Linked DNA regions of Capra hircus: region 2 is linked to region 1. The links are chromatin contacts, called in public Hi-C maps. All regions are on one chromosome and are shown on one strand. Each heading gives the region's core, a stretch centred on a gene start, on an enhancer-like site or on the middle of the called end of the contact. The rest is flanking DNA. Distances are from core to core; before and after follow the strand shown.

Evidence for each region. A called contact is a pair of places that touch in the nucleus more often than the background predicts.
Region 2: a Hi-C map of blood shows a contact between it and region 1, with 3 times the contacts expected there. The contact joins two enhancer-like sites. A contact is called at or near these places in 2 of 5 Hi-C or Micro-C datasets (both in blood).

The regions. Positions count from the first base shown.
Region 1 is chr9:25,719,635-25,727,281 of ARS1.2, forward strand. No RefSeq gene overlaps it. Among named protein-coding and RNA genes, the nearest start is that of WISP3, 9.0 kb to the left of the region's middle. Within about 2 kb of position 3,512, at least 4 of the 5 cell types and tissues checked have an H3K27ac peak or open chromatin away from gene starts, as enhancers often do.
Region 2 is chr9:26,056,502-26,064,148 of ARS1.2, forward strand. FYN (tyrosine-protein kinase Fyn) reads left to right here. Exons shown (of 14, transcript XM_018053056.1): 4 at 663-920; 5 at 2,735-2,831. The coding sequence starts at 674. Among named protein-coding and RNA genes, the nearest start is that of TRAF3IP2, 89 kb to the right of the region's middle. Within about 2 kb of position 3,855, at least 1 of the 5 cell types and tissues checked has an H3K27ac peak or open chromatin away from gene starts, as enhancers often do.

The sequences.
Region 1 (7,647 bases), core at 2,262-4,761:
CTCAAAGCAGAGTCTCCTTGAAAAGAGGCAGGTGCCCTCGTTCCCAGGGCATCAGAAAGTCAGGCTGTGGCCCAAGGAAAATAAGGCCAAATGGCTCGGAGGATCTAATTCACTTTGTCACTTGGCTCTGGTTTGCAACTGGTTTGCAAAAGGAGCCCTGTGTGGGAAAGAGGGCCGAGGCAATCAGACGCAGGTGCTGAGGGGCCTCCTGAAAAGTTGGAAGGGAGAGGAGACGTAGTTCCTGTATTTTGAAATGTGGGTGGAGCTCATCTTTCAGGAAGAAAAATATGCATAATGTGGTGTCATTCCTGAGCCTGAAAATGACCGCATGTGTGAATCATAACCCTATTAGATGGGCAGGCCCATTGGCAGACTTGGAGCCAGTGGACTCCTTCACAATGCAAGTTCTGCTACGTACCAGCTCGCTGACCTTGGACAGTCTCCACCACACCTCCCCACCTCTGGGCTTCTTTACCTGCCAGATACTGCTGCAGATTTATCTTCCTTCAACACAGATTTGACCACGTCACCCTCCTACTCAATACCCTTCTTCTACTCCCTCTTTCGAATTGATGCCTTCAGATTGTGATGCTGCAGAAGACTCCCGAGAGTCCCTTGCACTGCAAGGAGATCAAACTAGTCAGTCCTAAAGGAAATCAACCCTGAATTTTCATTGGAAGGACTGTTGCTGAAGCTGAAGCTCCAATACTTTGACCACTTGATGCAAAGAACTGATTCATTGGAAAAGTCCCTGAGGCTGGGAAAGATTAAAGGCAGGGAAAGATTGAAGGCAAAAGGAGAAGGAGGCAGCAGAGGATGAAATGGTTAAGAGATCATCACCGAGCCAATGGACATGAATTTGAGCAAATTCCAGGAGATAGTGGAGGACAGAGGAGCCTGATATGCTGCAGTTCATGGGCTGGCAGAGTTGGACACGACTTCGAGACTGAAAAACAACACCACCTCCCCTTTCACCCAGGATAAAACCCTACTCCTGGGTAGCACAGTGAACGGCCATCTGTGATACAGGAACCTTCTCTTGGGCCTCTCCCGTCCTCACCCCTGCACTTATGCAGCACAGAACTGCACTATGCTATGTGTTTCCCCAGCCTCCTGCCTTTGTTTGTGAGGTTCTGCCCAGAGAAGCCTCCTCACCATTCACTCGCTTGGTTATGTCCGAGAGTCCCCCCTGAGAAGCCTTCCTAACCAGCACCTCTGAGCTCCTCAGTCCCTTCGTTTACCACTGATGGCCTTGTAAAACCTGTATTGCAATTTCTGTGTTTCCATGGAGGGTTGTGAGATTTAGCTAATAACAAGAATGGTAATGATAATGATAGGATGCCCAGTTAAAATTTTAATATATATGAGACACATTTATACTAAAAATTTATTCACTGTTAACGTGAACCTCAAATTTAGCTGAACATATATTTATATGGATTTTCCCTACTGGACTGAGTCACATGAGGGTGGAGGCTGATGAGACTGTATTCGTATGGCACCCACTCCGGTACTCTTGCCTGGAGAATCCCATGGACGGAGGAGCCTGGTGGGCTGCAGTCCATGGGGCCGCAGAGTCAGACACAACTGAGGGACTTCACCTTCTTTTTTCTTTCTAGGTAAGCGCCAAAGCCTTTGACTGTATGGATCACAATAAACTGTGGAAAATTCTGAAAGAGATGGGAATACCAAACCACCTGACCTGCCTCTTGAGAAACCTATATGCAGGTCAGGAAGCAACAGTTAGAACTGGACATGGAACAACAGACTGGTTCCAAATAGGAAAAGGAGTACGTCAAGGCTGTATATTGTCACCCTGCTTATTTAACTTATATGCAGAGTACATCATGAGAAACACTGGGCTGAAAGAAGCACAAGCTGGAATCAAGATTGCCGGGAGAAATATCAATAACCTCAGATATGCAGATGACACCACCCTTATGGCAGAAAGTGAAGAGGAGCTAAAAAGCCTCCTGATGAAAGTGAAAGAGGAGAGTGAAAAAGTTGGCTTAAAGCTCAACATTCAGAAAACGAAGATCCTGGCATCTGGTCCCATCACTTCATCGGAAATAGCTGGGGAAACAGTGGAAACAGTGTCAGACTTTATCTTTTTTGGCTCCAAAATCACTGCAGATGGTGACTGCAGCCATGAAATTAAAAGACGCTTACTCCTTGGAAAAAAAGTTATGACCAACCTAGATAGCATATTCAAAAGCAGAGACATTACTTTGCCGACTAAGGTTCGTCTAGTCAAGGCTGTTGTTTTTTCAGTAGTCATGTATGGATGTGAGAGTTGGACTGTGAAGAAAGCTGAGCACCGAAGAATTGATGCTTTTGAACTGTGGTGTTGGAGAAGACTCTTGAGAGTCCCTTGGACTGCAAGGAGATCCAACCAGTCCATCCTAAAGGAGATCAGCCCTGGGATTTCTTTGGAAGGAATGATGCTGAAGCTGAAACTCCAGTACTTTGGCCACCTCATGCGAAGAGTTGACTCATTGGAAAAGACTCTGATGCTGGGAGGGACTGGGGGCAGGAGGAGAAGGGGACGACCGAGGATGAGATGACTGGATGGCATCACTGACTCGATGGACATGAGTCTGAGTGAACTCCGGGAGATGGTGATGGACAGGGAGGCCTGGCGTGCTGCGATTCATGGGGTCGCAGAGTCGAACACGACTCAGCGACTGAACTGAACTGAAGCACAAAATGACTGGCTTAAAATCTTTATTTACTTTACATGATTGACACCTGGAGTTTCTAATCTCAAGTTATTCATTTTACAAGCAAGTGAATAAACACGACAGTCATTTTTTTTTTTCTTTGCCTTTTCTTAGCCTTTTGAAGATTAAGCGGTGGTGTCCCAAGCACAATTTAGACTGCAGTTTCTGATTTTCCAGATCCAACCTGCAGTGGACACTGATGGACGCTAGATGGCGCAATGGACCAACGTTCGTCCTACGCCCCGCTGCGGGACCCGGTTAAGAAAGAAGGCGCGGCGCTGCCGCAGAGCCCTGCATTATTGATTGTACAGCTGCCGCAGAGGTGGGAGGAGCCCGCCGCCATCTCGCCAGGTCTCCCGCAGCATCCGGGACGGCCCTTCAAGATGCTTTCCCCTCCCTGCCAAGTCCCTTGATGTGGGAGGAGAGAGCTCTGTGTTGCACAGTTTTCTCATTCATAGGAATACCGAATCTCTTCAATAGTCAGAATTATTTTTGTTTCACGTTGTCATTGTGAACAACGGCTCCAAAGAATAGCAACTGTACTGCTTGAAGACCACCGCCTTTTAAATATTATCGAGTATAATTAAAAGGCATTAAAATCATGTAGGGGTGGGACGAGGGTGTTCATCAGCCAATTACAAAAGATTCTTTTATAAATGAAACGGATGAAAATAAATAGATGAAAAGAGTTTGGATGTAAAATAACTTCATTATATTGTTATACTGATGCGAGTACGTTTTCATCCCGCCTTGTAACTGGAAATCTGCACATTCTAACGGAAAAGATGCTCTGAAACTAAACCGCGGGTGGGGCCGCCATGTGATCCATGGTTGGCAGCCTTCACTAATGACCAGTAGAGGGCGATAATCCATTCAGACAAAAAGGACCAAGGGCATAAATTTATGCAGCCAACCTTTTATTGTAAAAGGGAACTCAAAATGTATATTCACTCACTAGTCCTTTTATCTAGCCAATGCCTTTTCTTGAAATATGGATTACCGATTAGAGTGCCGTGTTATTTCCTTTCTTTGCAAACCACACGCACACACACAAAGCCCATCCTCTGCATTGTTTCACTGGGTTTCCTCAGTGAAATGAGAATGTAAATGAGAGCGTAAAGACGGTACAAAGCACCTGGACTCAAGAATCCTTCTAGATACTGTAACTGATGATCATCAAACGTAATTCAACAATGCTTTTTATATCAACTTTCCTTCCCTGAGTCTTTCCTAAGCATTTAGTAGAATTTTCACTGGCAACCCATCCCTTTCTTTGTGTACCAAGGTATCACTAGTTTTAATAGTATCTGGTCAAACTGTGTAATTATTGGAAAACAATCAATTGGAATTAACAGGTTAGGAAAGAAGCAAGCAATGCCCTGTGGACCCTAAGCAGTAGCCTCTGCTGTACCACCAGCCTTCAGTGAGCTGTGGGCATCAGTCAGCATCTTAGCTCACACTACTGCAACAGAACACCGCAGACTGGGTGGCTTACCCGTGACAGAAATTTATTTCTCATTTCAGTCTCTAGGAGACTGAAAGTCTGAGATCAGGACATGGTGGGATTCTGGTGCAGGCCCACTTCCTGGCAGAAAAACAGTAGTCTGCTCTCTATAGGCTGATGTGGGGAAAAGACATGGAGAGAGCTCTCTGGGCTCCCTAATATCATCACAAAGGAGGCTGGATTTCAACATACAAATTTTGCAGGAAGGCAAACACTCAGTCATTACAGTCACTACATTTCACAAAGGAAGTGGAGAGCTAGTTAAACTGGCCAATCAGTTGCATGGAAGTCATTTAAAGAGCTTCTCCTTAAATTCAGACAAGGAATCACTGTTTTTCAAAAGACCAATGAAAAATATATCCTAATCTACCACTTTACCAAATCCACTTGCAACGTAATTGAGTCAATTGCAAAATCACATGCTACCCTAACTTAAGATCCGGCAGAACAAAATGGGGCTCACTTTCACCCCCAACAGGGCTCTCAGTCAATGAGGCTCATCCACAAAGGCCTCCCCAAAGTGAGTCTCATGTCAGATTTTCAGTGTGGAGAGCAAGTCTTCAGTTCTGGAGGCTGGAATGCCATCTGTGTCCCCTGCCAGTCACACAGACACTGTTCTTAACAGCCCCTCAGATTTTATGCCCAAACTTAGTATATCCAACTGCAGCAAGCAAGAATTTTAGTCCTGAAACTCAGACGCATGAAAAATATCCTATATTTTTAGGATCCCTTACATCAAGTTAAATGTGACTCCAAGTCCCCTTCCACTAAGCTGAGGGGCAGTTGAATCATAACCATCACTGGACACCTGTTCGTCCTGATCTGTGCCAGGGTTGCAGGTTCCTGCAGCCCACAGGCCACGCTGTCCCTGTCTCTGCGGTTCCTCGGGCTCTGAAGACCTGGCTGTTTCTGTGCCTCTCTTGGGGCATGACGACCCCTGGTGAGCTGGAAGCTCCTGCATCTGGGGTCCAATCTCTCTGGCTAGGTACACTCTGGGAATGTCCTGACCCCTTCTCAGCACACCGACACCCAGCTGCCTCCAAAGACACACCTCCAGGGCAGAATTTACTGTAAACAGGAGCAACTGGGACCCCCCGACACACACACACACACCACCCTTAGCATCAAAGGGTGGTAGAAACAGTTTGTGGATTGGCACTGCATGGAAATGAGTTCTTTTTTAATGAGGAAAGAAACAATTTTAATGATTCAAAGCAGCTTTCATCAAGAATACCTTGTCTTTCCCGAACAGTTATAAAAAGAGGAGGGATGGAAACTTCCCCGCCATGGAGAACACAGGGCCCCTGCTGTTGGACTCTGGAAGCATCTCCATATGCAAACATTTCATCTTGTTAACCAGCAGCTCCAGCTCAGACATCACTTCCATCCCACCACTAATTAAGCAAGTGCATTACATTTCAGTATCAGCAATAAATGTTCCTCCGGCCCAAGATATCTCTACTATAGTTACACACTGATTCTACTATAGAAAAGAAAAAATCTCACGTTTATGTGATTCTAGTGTTGGCTTTGAGAAAACGAGTATGGGAGCAAGTCAGAAAGGAATTGGCAGGAGGTATAGTGATGAGAAGGCAAACTAGAATTCATAGCCCCTGGAACAGAAGGGTTGGTCTGGGTCAGTGAACCACTCTGTTAGGGACCACTGCCCTTAAGGAACTCTATTAGGGACACTTTCTGATGGAAAGACTCTGTAATATAGAGTTTGCTATGATAGTGTGCTTGCTACTAGGTACTTAGAATATGGCTTAGTATAACTGAGAAACTGAATTTTAAATTTTCAGTTCAGTTCAGTTCAGTCGCTCAGTCGTGTCCAACTCCTTGCAACCCCATGAATCGCAGCACGCCAGGCCTCCCTGTCCATCACCATATCCTGGAGTTCACTCAGATTCACGTTCATCGAGTCAGTGATGCCATCCAGCCATCTCATCCTCTGTCGTCCCCTTCTCCTCCTGCTCCCAATCCCTCCCAGCATCAAAGTCTTTTCCAATGAGTCAACTCTTCTCATGAGGTGGCCAAAGTACTGGAGTTTCAGCTTTAGCTTAATTAAATTTAAATAGCCATACGTGGCTATGTTTTGTGTTGTTGCTGGACAGCACAATGCTCTGGTCTTTTTCACTTTTAATCTATGACGTGTACATCACCTACTTTCATAAAAGTTCCAAAAAGGATTACCAAAAAAAAAAAAAAAAATCAAGTGTAGCATGAAATGGAAAAATTGAAAAAAAAATTTAATAATAAAAGAAGAAAGCAATTCTGTGAGAGAGAGAAATAGATGTTCCCAGACACATGGAATGAGTTAGTCCTTGCCTTTGAAAATTAAATTTATTTCTAAATTGCTGGAAAGTGAGGCAAACATGAAGAGTCACCAGGAGGCACGGTGGAAATGTATGGTTAACAAGTGTTTGTCAGCAACCCTTAGTTTTTGAGAACGGTTGCCGTGCCTCTGAAGTCCCCAGCCATTGCCCACGACATCTGCTAGGTTATGACACAGTGGCTCGGGGTGACGCCAATCACAGTGGTCCAGCTGAAAGACTGGACTTGGGACAGAGGGGAGAGTGACGTCTCCCTGGGCCAGTGGACCCGAGCGGGAAACTTGGGGTCTGTGGAGCTGGGTGAAGAGCATGGTGGTCTGCACTGAGGAGCCGGGAGGACACCTGTGCTGAGGGTCGTGTGCACGGGTTCCTAGTTCACCAGCTCTTACCCACTGGCTGTGTGATGCTGGCCGTAAGCCCTAACTTCTCCAGGCTTCATCTTCTGTAAGATGGGAGTGATTTTAGTTCAGACTTCACAGAGTTGTTGTAAAAAATAATAATAATAAATGTAAAGACATAAGTGCTTCACAAATATTATGATTAATTATAATAGTATTCGGTCAGGATCCTGACAGCATTCAAGTCACTGGACTGTGTTGTCACCACCGTCTTAACGATTACAGCCCCTGGGCTCCAAGATACACATGCCTCCTCGTACTCTTAAAGTAATGTTCTGTTTCAAGTCAGCGAATTCAGATTGGGTTTCTAGTCACTGTACCCAGCAGAGTTCTAACTTGTGTGCCATCTTCTGGAGTGCTACCTGTCATCTTCCGTGTGCAGATGGCCGGGTGGACCTAAGCTTCCTCAGATGCTCAGGCAGGGTGTGTGGGACAGGAGAGCTCGGATAGGCTCAGCTTTAAAGGTATGACCTTTGGTGGACTTGTGCCATATTTTTGGCTGCCCAGTAACCACACCCATTTATTTGGGAATAAGCCCTCCAGCAGATGCGTCTTGCAGGGAGATAGGGTCCCATTTCCTACTACAGGAGCTGGGAGTTGCCAGGTGACCCTTTTCTCCCCTCCCCTGGCAGATACAGTGTGGACACAGGGCCTGGGCCGGGATCATTGAATGCTCAAAATCGGGACTCTGG
Region 2 (7,647 bases), core at 2,605-5,104, 340 kb after region 1:
TGATTTTCTGACTGTAGGCTATCTTGACATCCTGCGAATACACTCAGCCCTCTTAGTTTCTGCCAACTGCATTTTTTTCATCTAGTGATTATTTCTTAATTTTGATACTTATCTTATTGCTTAAAATTTACCAAATGTGTGTCTGTGAATGAGTACCCATGAATGAAGAAGTACAGTGAGCTATTTAAGGGCTATATTCTGGCTTTTCCAACACGCCTGTATTCTCTTCAGATTTCCTTTGCTGTGATGGAGGGTTTTATTCTAATGTTTTATTCTAATACTGCACAGACTCATTTTTGAGAGCATACACTATTTTTTAAGGCGATTAGAGAAAGCCAAGTTCTATTATTGGACAGCCTTTGGCAGGCATCTGATATTAGGATTGTAAGGGTACAGACCTCACATGAGGGAAGATACTGCATGGTGAACATCATGCTGTGTGTTGACCCCATCGCCCAGAGCATATGAGGAATAAATATGATGGTCAAGTTAAGGGCACTGAGATTGCTTCCAGCCGTCAACCCCAGCCTCTGCTTTCCATGGTCCTCTAGGCCTGAAATAGCACATGGCGAATTTTGTAAAAGATTCCCCTTTATAGTCAAGCAACCCAGCCACTAGGGGGCATCCAAGTTCACGTGCCTCTTTCTGTTTCTTTTCAACAGGAATTTAGATAATGGGCTGTGTGCAATGTAAGGATAAAGAAGCAACAAAACTGACGGAGGAGAGGGATGGCAGTTTGAACCAGAGCTCCGGGTACCGCTATGGTACAGACCCCACTCCTCAGCACTACCCCAGCTTCGGCGTGACCTCCATCCCGAACTACAACAACTTCCACGGGGCCGGGGGCCAAGGACTCACCGTCTTCGGGGGTGTGAACTCTTCGTCTCATACTGGGACCTTGCGAACGAGAGGAGGAACAGGTCAGGATGAAGCTGCTCTTAAATCGTTTAGCAGTTGAACATTTGTGCTCCTTTGACGTTTAAGGTTTTAATCACTCTCCAGCTCCCTGCTACCAGATGAAAGGCTCTTAAAATCACTAAAGCTTGATGGACAAATCTAGATACTGGCAACAGCGGCGCGGGGGTCCCCCAGCTGCTGCTCTGTGAGGATCCTGTGAGGGTTAACCAGGCACAACTTTCTGAGTCACTTGAGTCCAGTGGCTCTCAACCTTGGCTGGCTGGCTTGGAATAACTAGGCAGCTTTTTCAAAATACAGATACCTGAGCCCCGCCCCCACCCCCAATCCCAGATCTTTAGAATCAGAAGGTTCAGGACTGGATATGAGCGTGGATGTTTTGAGTTCTCCAGCTATGAAAGCACTCCTTCCCCACGACCCCCAGTTCAGAGTGTTTCCAGGGGAGTACCTGCCCTTTCAGCTTCCTAATTAACCTCCATCCTGCCTGTCACTTCCCAGCTGGTGGGCTCATTTGGCTATATTATTTTTTGGCAATTTGTCTTCACTGATTCTCTCTCTCTAATCCTCCCATTGTCTTCTATATGGCAGAGTTTATCGGCCCTCAAGTATTTTCATCTCTTTTGTACTTTAAAATTGAATCCTATGTATCCTTAAGGGATCTTCTCTTTTTTTTTTTTTAACTTTTCCTTCTTTTTTGCCTAGGCTGTATTTCACTGCTATGTGCATTTGCTGACTTAGCTAATACTTTGTGAAATATCTGGCGTGTGTTCTCAGACATATGTTTTCTGAAATATTTGTAAGATATCTCATGCATCCTTAATCTTCCAAAGCCTCTCCCAGTATGTGAACCATGGTAACTAGATATTTGACATAACTTGTTCCAAAACTGTCTTATTTATTATAAAAGTTTTTTAAATATATATAAAATACATCAATCCTTATGTTCTCAGTTCAGCTGGGAGCAGAGGTCCTATAAAATAGGCCGCTATACTTTTTACGTGGGGAATTGGCACTACCAAGGCCTCTCTTCCCTCTGTACCCAACAGGGTAGTATAGTTATATGCAGGGGACCTGACCCAGAGCTTTGGGCAACTAGCTACTTCTGTGCTGCCAACACTTCACACTCTTTTCAGTAGAAAAAAATATTTATGTTCATCCTTATGGTGAATGTAGCGTTCCCTTGAGAGCAGGCCTTACATGGGTGCCTGGAGGCTGAGTACACTGCCTTATCCTTCCAGTCTTCCTGGAAGGCACCTGGAGTGGAGTGGAGGGCTGAAGGAAAGAAATCATTAGGCAGTCTAGGGACGTCTGTCTCTGGAGGATGCAGGGGGGGAACAAACCAGAGGTGCACCCAGCACACACACCCCGTGCCTGCTGGGAGAAGGCGAGCGCTCTGCAGTCTTTTCCCGGGCCTGATGTGGCTCCTCATGGGGGTAAATGTGTGTCAGGTAAAGGGTGTCTGGTCAGTGCTGCAGAGCTCTGCCCATCTGAACTGTAATGTTGCTACTTGTTGCCCTTGGTTGTGGCCGTAATATAATATTAATATATGTCTCTTCCTGAAGACTCATTCCAAGTGTGCAGAGAGAAGTCCTTCAGCCCTGGGTTTTAGTCAGCTCAAATAATGCTTTCTTTCACAAAGACTGAGGCATAAACTCAGCTCTTGACTCTGGTTTCACGCGTTAATTACAACACTGCCTGATGTTATCAGTGCCGATTAGATGTAAATTTTGAGAATGAGGCTTTAGTGAAGATTTAATTTCTTGGAATTAATTTCCCCTCGTGTAATAATCTCCCCCGTTGTGATTTTGTTTTTTGTCAGGAGTGACCCTGTTTGTGGCCCTTTATGACTACGAAGCACGGACGGAAGATGACCTGAGTTTTCACAAAGGAGAAAAATTTCAAATATTGAACAGCTCGTAAGTTTGGAGCGGGAGAAGAAAGCAGGCGTGCCTTTCAGGCCGGGAAGTGATTCTAGTGTTAGGAGTCTGCACGTTTTTCCATATCTCTGAAATGCTAAGAGAGCACTTGCTCATCAATTCACTAATTCTTAGCAATTTAACTTGAGGGAAGAGTCGATGAACCAGTGTGGTATTCTATGGTGCTGTGTGTCCAGGGAGCTTTTGGGGAGCGTAGAAGCAGAGTCAGTGGTTTTGGTTTAAAGGCTGTCTCCCTCTACAAATCTACAGTTTCAGATGATTGGCATGGGGCTTGCCTGCCCATAGTACCCTCTCTCTGCCCTGAGATTTTCTTCAGATTTCACGTGTCACCCTGGCCTCATGTAAGGCTGGCAACACATTCCATTTTCAAAACTGCTAAATATTCTAATTGGTGAAGCCTGTAGAGGCATTTTGCCATAATGAAAATTTGCAGTTGACTAAGACCTTTGTGAGGTGGAAGGAGAACCGATTTGGCCCGCTTGAGAATGACGACAGTGAGTGCCTTTTCAATGTGGCCAGTAGGAACAGCCCGCTATGCAGGCAATGGGGAAATGGCAAGGGCGAGAATCACTCATTTTTCAAATCCTCCATTTAATACTTCCTTTAGGGGCTTCCCTGGTGGCTCAGAGGTTAAAGCGTCTGCCCGCAATGCGGGAGACCTGGGTTTGACCCCCGGGTTGGGAAGTTCCCCTGGAGAAGGAAATAGCAACCCACTCCAGTATTCTTGCCTGGAGAATCCCATGGACGAGGAGCCTGGTGGGCTTCAGTTCACGGAGTCGCAAAGAGTCGGACACGACTGAGCGACTTCACTTTCACTTTAGGGAGAGTAAAATATGAGTCAGATTTCCCTTCAGTTTTTAAATATAGTTTCTATTAGGTTCAGGCAAGGTGCACAGGTCAGGGCACGCCAGAAAAATTCAGGCTCAAAGGAAAATGATGTCCCATGTGTCTAAGTCAGGCTCCCTCCCCTACTCCTCAAGTTTCCTTCATGAGCGCCCCCTAGTGTCTGGGAAAAATAAGGGCGGAGAGCCGGTTAGGAAGGTCCAGTTAATCTGCCCTCTGCCTGCTGAGCAAACTGGATTGGGTGATGGTGGAAGGCCCGGACGCCTGGCACTTCTGCTCTCCCGCAGCCCTGCTCACCCTGCACATCCCAGGAAAGAGGAGTAGTCCTTGGAGCAAGGAACTCCCCCAGGCCCTGAACATTGCCTCCTTGTAAAGCCCTCCCCTCCCCTCAAACGCCCCCAACTCAGGACCACCTTTCAAGGGCAGGAATGGAATTCCTCCCATATTAGGCCGGTGACTCTTCCAGACGTCAGAAGGCACTGTGCCTCTAGTTACAGGACTTTTTTTTTGTCACCACTAACAGGGGGGTGGATGGGATTTTTTTTTTTAACTTTTTATTTAAATTACGTATGGTCAAGTGCACAGATCAAAAGTGTGCCTGGTGGTGCTTGCACAATAACACCGCTCAACTGGAAAATAGTTCAGGTGGTACCTTGTATGTCATACGTATTTTACCACAGTTTTTTAAAGGTGCACCTTTCGCAGAATTTTCACAAACCAAGCATACCTATGTAACGTGTACTGGGATCAAGAAGAACATTACCTGCCCACCCCGTCCCCCAGCCCTCCTCCTGTAGCCACGGGAATTTTTCTTTAACTAGTGAACAGCTGCTATTTGTTGAGGGCTCTTAGGTGCCAGCCACGTGCTAAGTTGCAGACGTTCTCATTTGCCCTTCACAGCAACTGAGGTGCGTCTCGTAGTCATCTTTTGACATAGGAGGAGCCAGAGGCTCAGGTTAGAGAGCAGCCCAGGTACGTGGAGCTAGCAGGTGGCAGAGCCAAGGGATGTGGGGATGGCATACTGAGTGCAGTGTCAGGTTCGGGGCTGGAAAGGCCCAAGTCAGGAAACTGAACCATTGGAGTTACATACAGGTTTGAGGGGAAGTGGGGGAGGGGGCATTTGGCTTTGATCTCTTCTGATTTCTGATTCCTTGTTGTTAATTCGATGCTCAGATGAATGCTTCTTGTCAGAGGCTGCTAATTTCAAATTCTGAAATACCACCCTCCTTCCCCTCCCTATTTTATTCAGTATTTCCTAAATGCCAGGATTGGTTAGAACTTTTCAATTCATTTGTAACTTCTAAAAGGTAAGAATTCAGAAATATAGGAAGTACCTTAAGTGACTCTCTTAGGTTTTCCCCACACTGCGCACGGGTCTACACATCCGGTTTGCAGGGCACTTGGAAAGCCAGTCGTTGCCAAAATCTAATTTGTGACTTCCTCCTTTGTTAAGCTGGGTCAGATCTGGAATGGCTTCTGATTGGAATTTTGGAGAAACACTCAAGGAAGATCCGATCTACCTCAATCTATATTTCGTGATTTGCATGCGTGGTCTTTAATGTTTACAGAAGGCATTTGAGGCTCTGACCCCATTCCCTTAGAAGACAATATTACAAAGGATTTTTTCCCCCTTTAATGTTCTTCCTTCTTGCCAGTGGAATTTCTCATCCTACGTGCCATTTAAATGCCCTTTTTCAAGGTTATGGAGCGTTGAAAATAAAGTTTTTGTAACAAACACAATATGCTGAAGTCAAGGGTAATAACAGGGAAGGGAAGATGGTGACGGAAGAACAAAGCAATAATGCAGAACCAGATGGCGTGCATCTCCCTCCCCTTCCCCAGCCTCTCCTGGGGCCCTGGCTCCCATCCCTTGAAAGACAGGGAGGGACAGGGCTGTGTTCTCCCTGGGGCAGCTGCCACACCTCCCAGCGTGGGTCCTCCCACTCCTTTCCCTGTCCCGAGGCAGAATCTGAAGGCCTCCGGGCAGGCTTTCGTGTTTTAAGGTGCAGTGTAAACCGTGCGATGTGCTTGTGTGGCTGTGCCCCTGGCCCGAGCTGGTGGCACTGCCCCCCACCACCGGGAGGAGAGGCCCCTCCCTGACCGGTGTAGGTGCTCAGTGCAGGGTGTTAGGACATTACTAAACTTGATCCGTTTTTTAATATAGAATTCACCTGTTTTATTCCTATTTTTGCATGTCATGACTACTGCTGTACCACCAGAAACAGCAATTCTAAAATACAACCAATGTTTTACAGAGTGGAACAGTGCTCGTGGCCTAGGGTGCTGTCAATAGTTGTGTCCAACTCTTTGCAACCCCACGGACTGTAGCCCGCCAGGCTCCTCTGTCCATGGAATTTTCCAGGCAAGAATACTGGAGTGGGTTGCCGTTTCCTCCTCCAGGGGATCTTTCCCAACCCAGGGATCAAACCCACTTCTGCATTGGCAGGTGGATTCTTTGTTACTGACCCTCCTGGGAAGCCCCCATGGCCTACAGTAGTGACTCCTTTAAAGTTCTTTTCATTGTAATAAGAAGAAATCTGGTTTAGAGCCCATGTAAGCTTTTGACCAAACTGTTATGGATATGCCCTGTGAGAGTAAGATGGGTGGTGACCAAATTTAGAAAGAATCCAGCATTTATAATAATAATGCGCCAAAGCTCCATAGATCAAGGCTGACTTCTGTGTGCAAATGTCATTTCCTGGCTCCATCGGGGCTCCAAACTCCCAGCTCCTGGGACCACAAGCCCTCTGAGCAGCTCTGGAGAATGGGAAGAGGCTCTTTTAATATGCGTTTAAACTAGAGCAAGAGGGGAAGCTGTGATGGAAATTTCTGTTCTAAACCAGAGCCAAGGCTTAAATCATGTATTTGAATCAGAGCAAGATAACAGTTGAAGAAAAATCTCACCAACTCTTAAATTAATGAAATAACTGGACTGTAAGAACTGTTTAAAGAAATGCAATTTTAATAATACTAATTACTCATGGTAACTCAAAGAAAGAAAAAGTAACCTAGTAAAGATCCTGTTTTCCTAAATCAAGCTGAATAATTTGTATGGAGTATGTTATTTACTTGTAAGTGAATTGGGCTTCCAGTGTATTAAAACGTGATTCATTCATCTGCTCAGAAGGGTCCTTTTGCTATCTTGAGTCTACACCAGCCTGTCTGGGCACAACATGTGAGTTACTACATTGTGTCCTTGTCATCTCCTGTGGTGGGGAAAGTGACCCTAGATGGCCTCGAAAAGAGAAAAGGATTTTATCTTTCTCAGCTTCTCGAGTAACTGAAAACCTTTGTGAGATTAATAGAGTCGTTCAAGAGAAAATCATGAATTCCTAATACATGACTTTAGAATGATCTGATAGTTGGATTCTAATCAGTGCTAAACTATTTAGATGCCAAAACCAAAATGAGATAGTTAATGCTCGATTTGAAATGGAAAGAACTTGATCACCTGGGTAAGGCTGGGCTTGTCACAACTTGGAGCAAAGTATATTGGTTTCCTGTCCCAGATGACATTTCCATGTACCTGAAAATTGATAGTATCGACTTTTTTTTTTTTCTAAATTCAAATCAATTAGAACTAACTCAATGAAGGTTATTTTACAGTAAAAAATAAATAAGCCTCTGCTGCAAGTACTTAATATTTTCCTTACTGTTTGGGAGATTTCCCAGGTGTGTGTGTGGTGGGAAGCACAGAGAAAGAGAAGAAAGCCTGGAAGTGATATGTACTGTTATTTTCTATAATGAAATGTCTCCATCTAGTGGAAGTTCAGAGCGGTAACTGTCACCGCATTAAAATGATAATGGCTCCAAAGCAGTCCTTAAACACGTGCAGTGTGCAAAGAAAAAAATAAACTTCCACATATGTTCTTAGAGGATGTCCTTACAACTGCACGCATTTCCCTTGACAGATGTAGAAATGAAACCAATACAAACTGTTACAATGTTAACA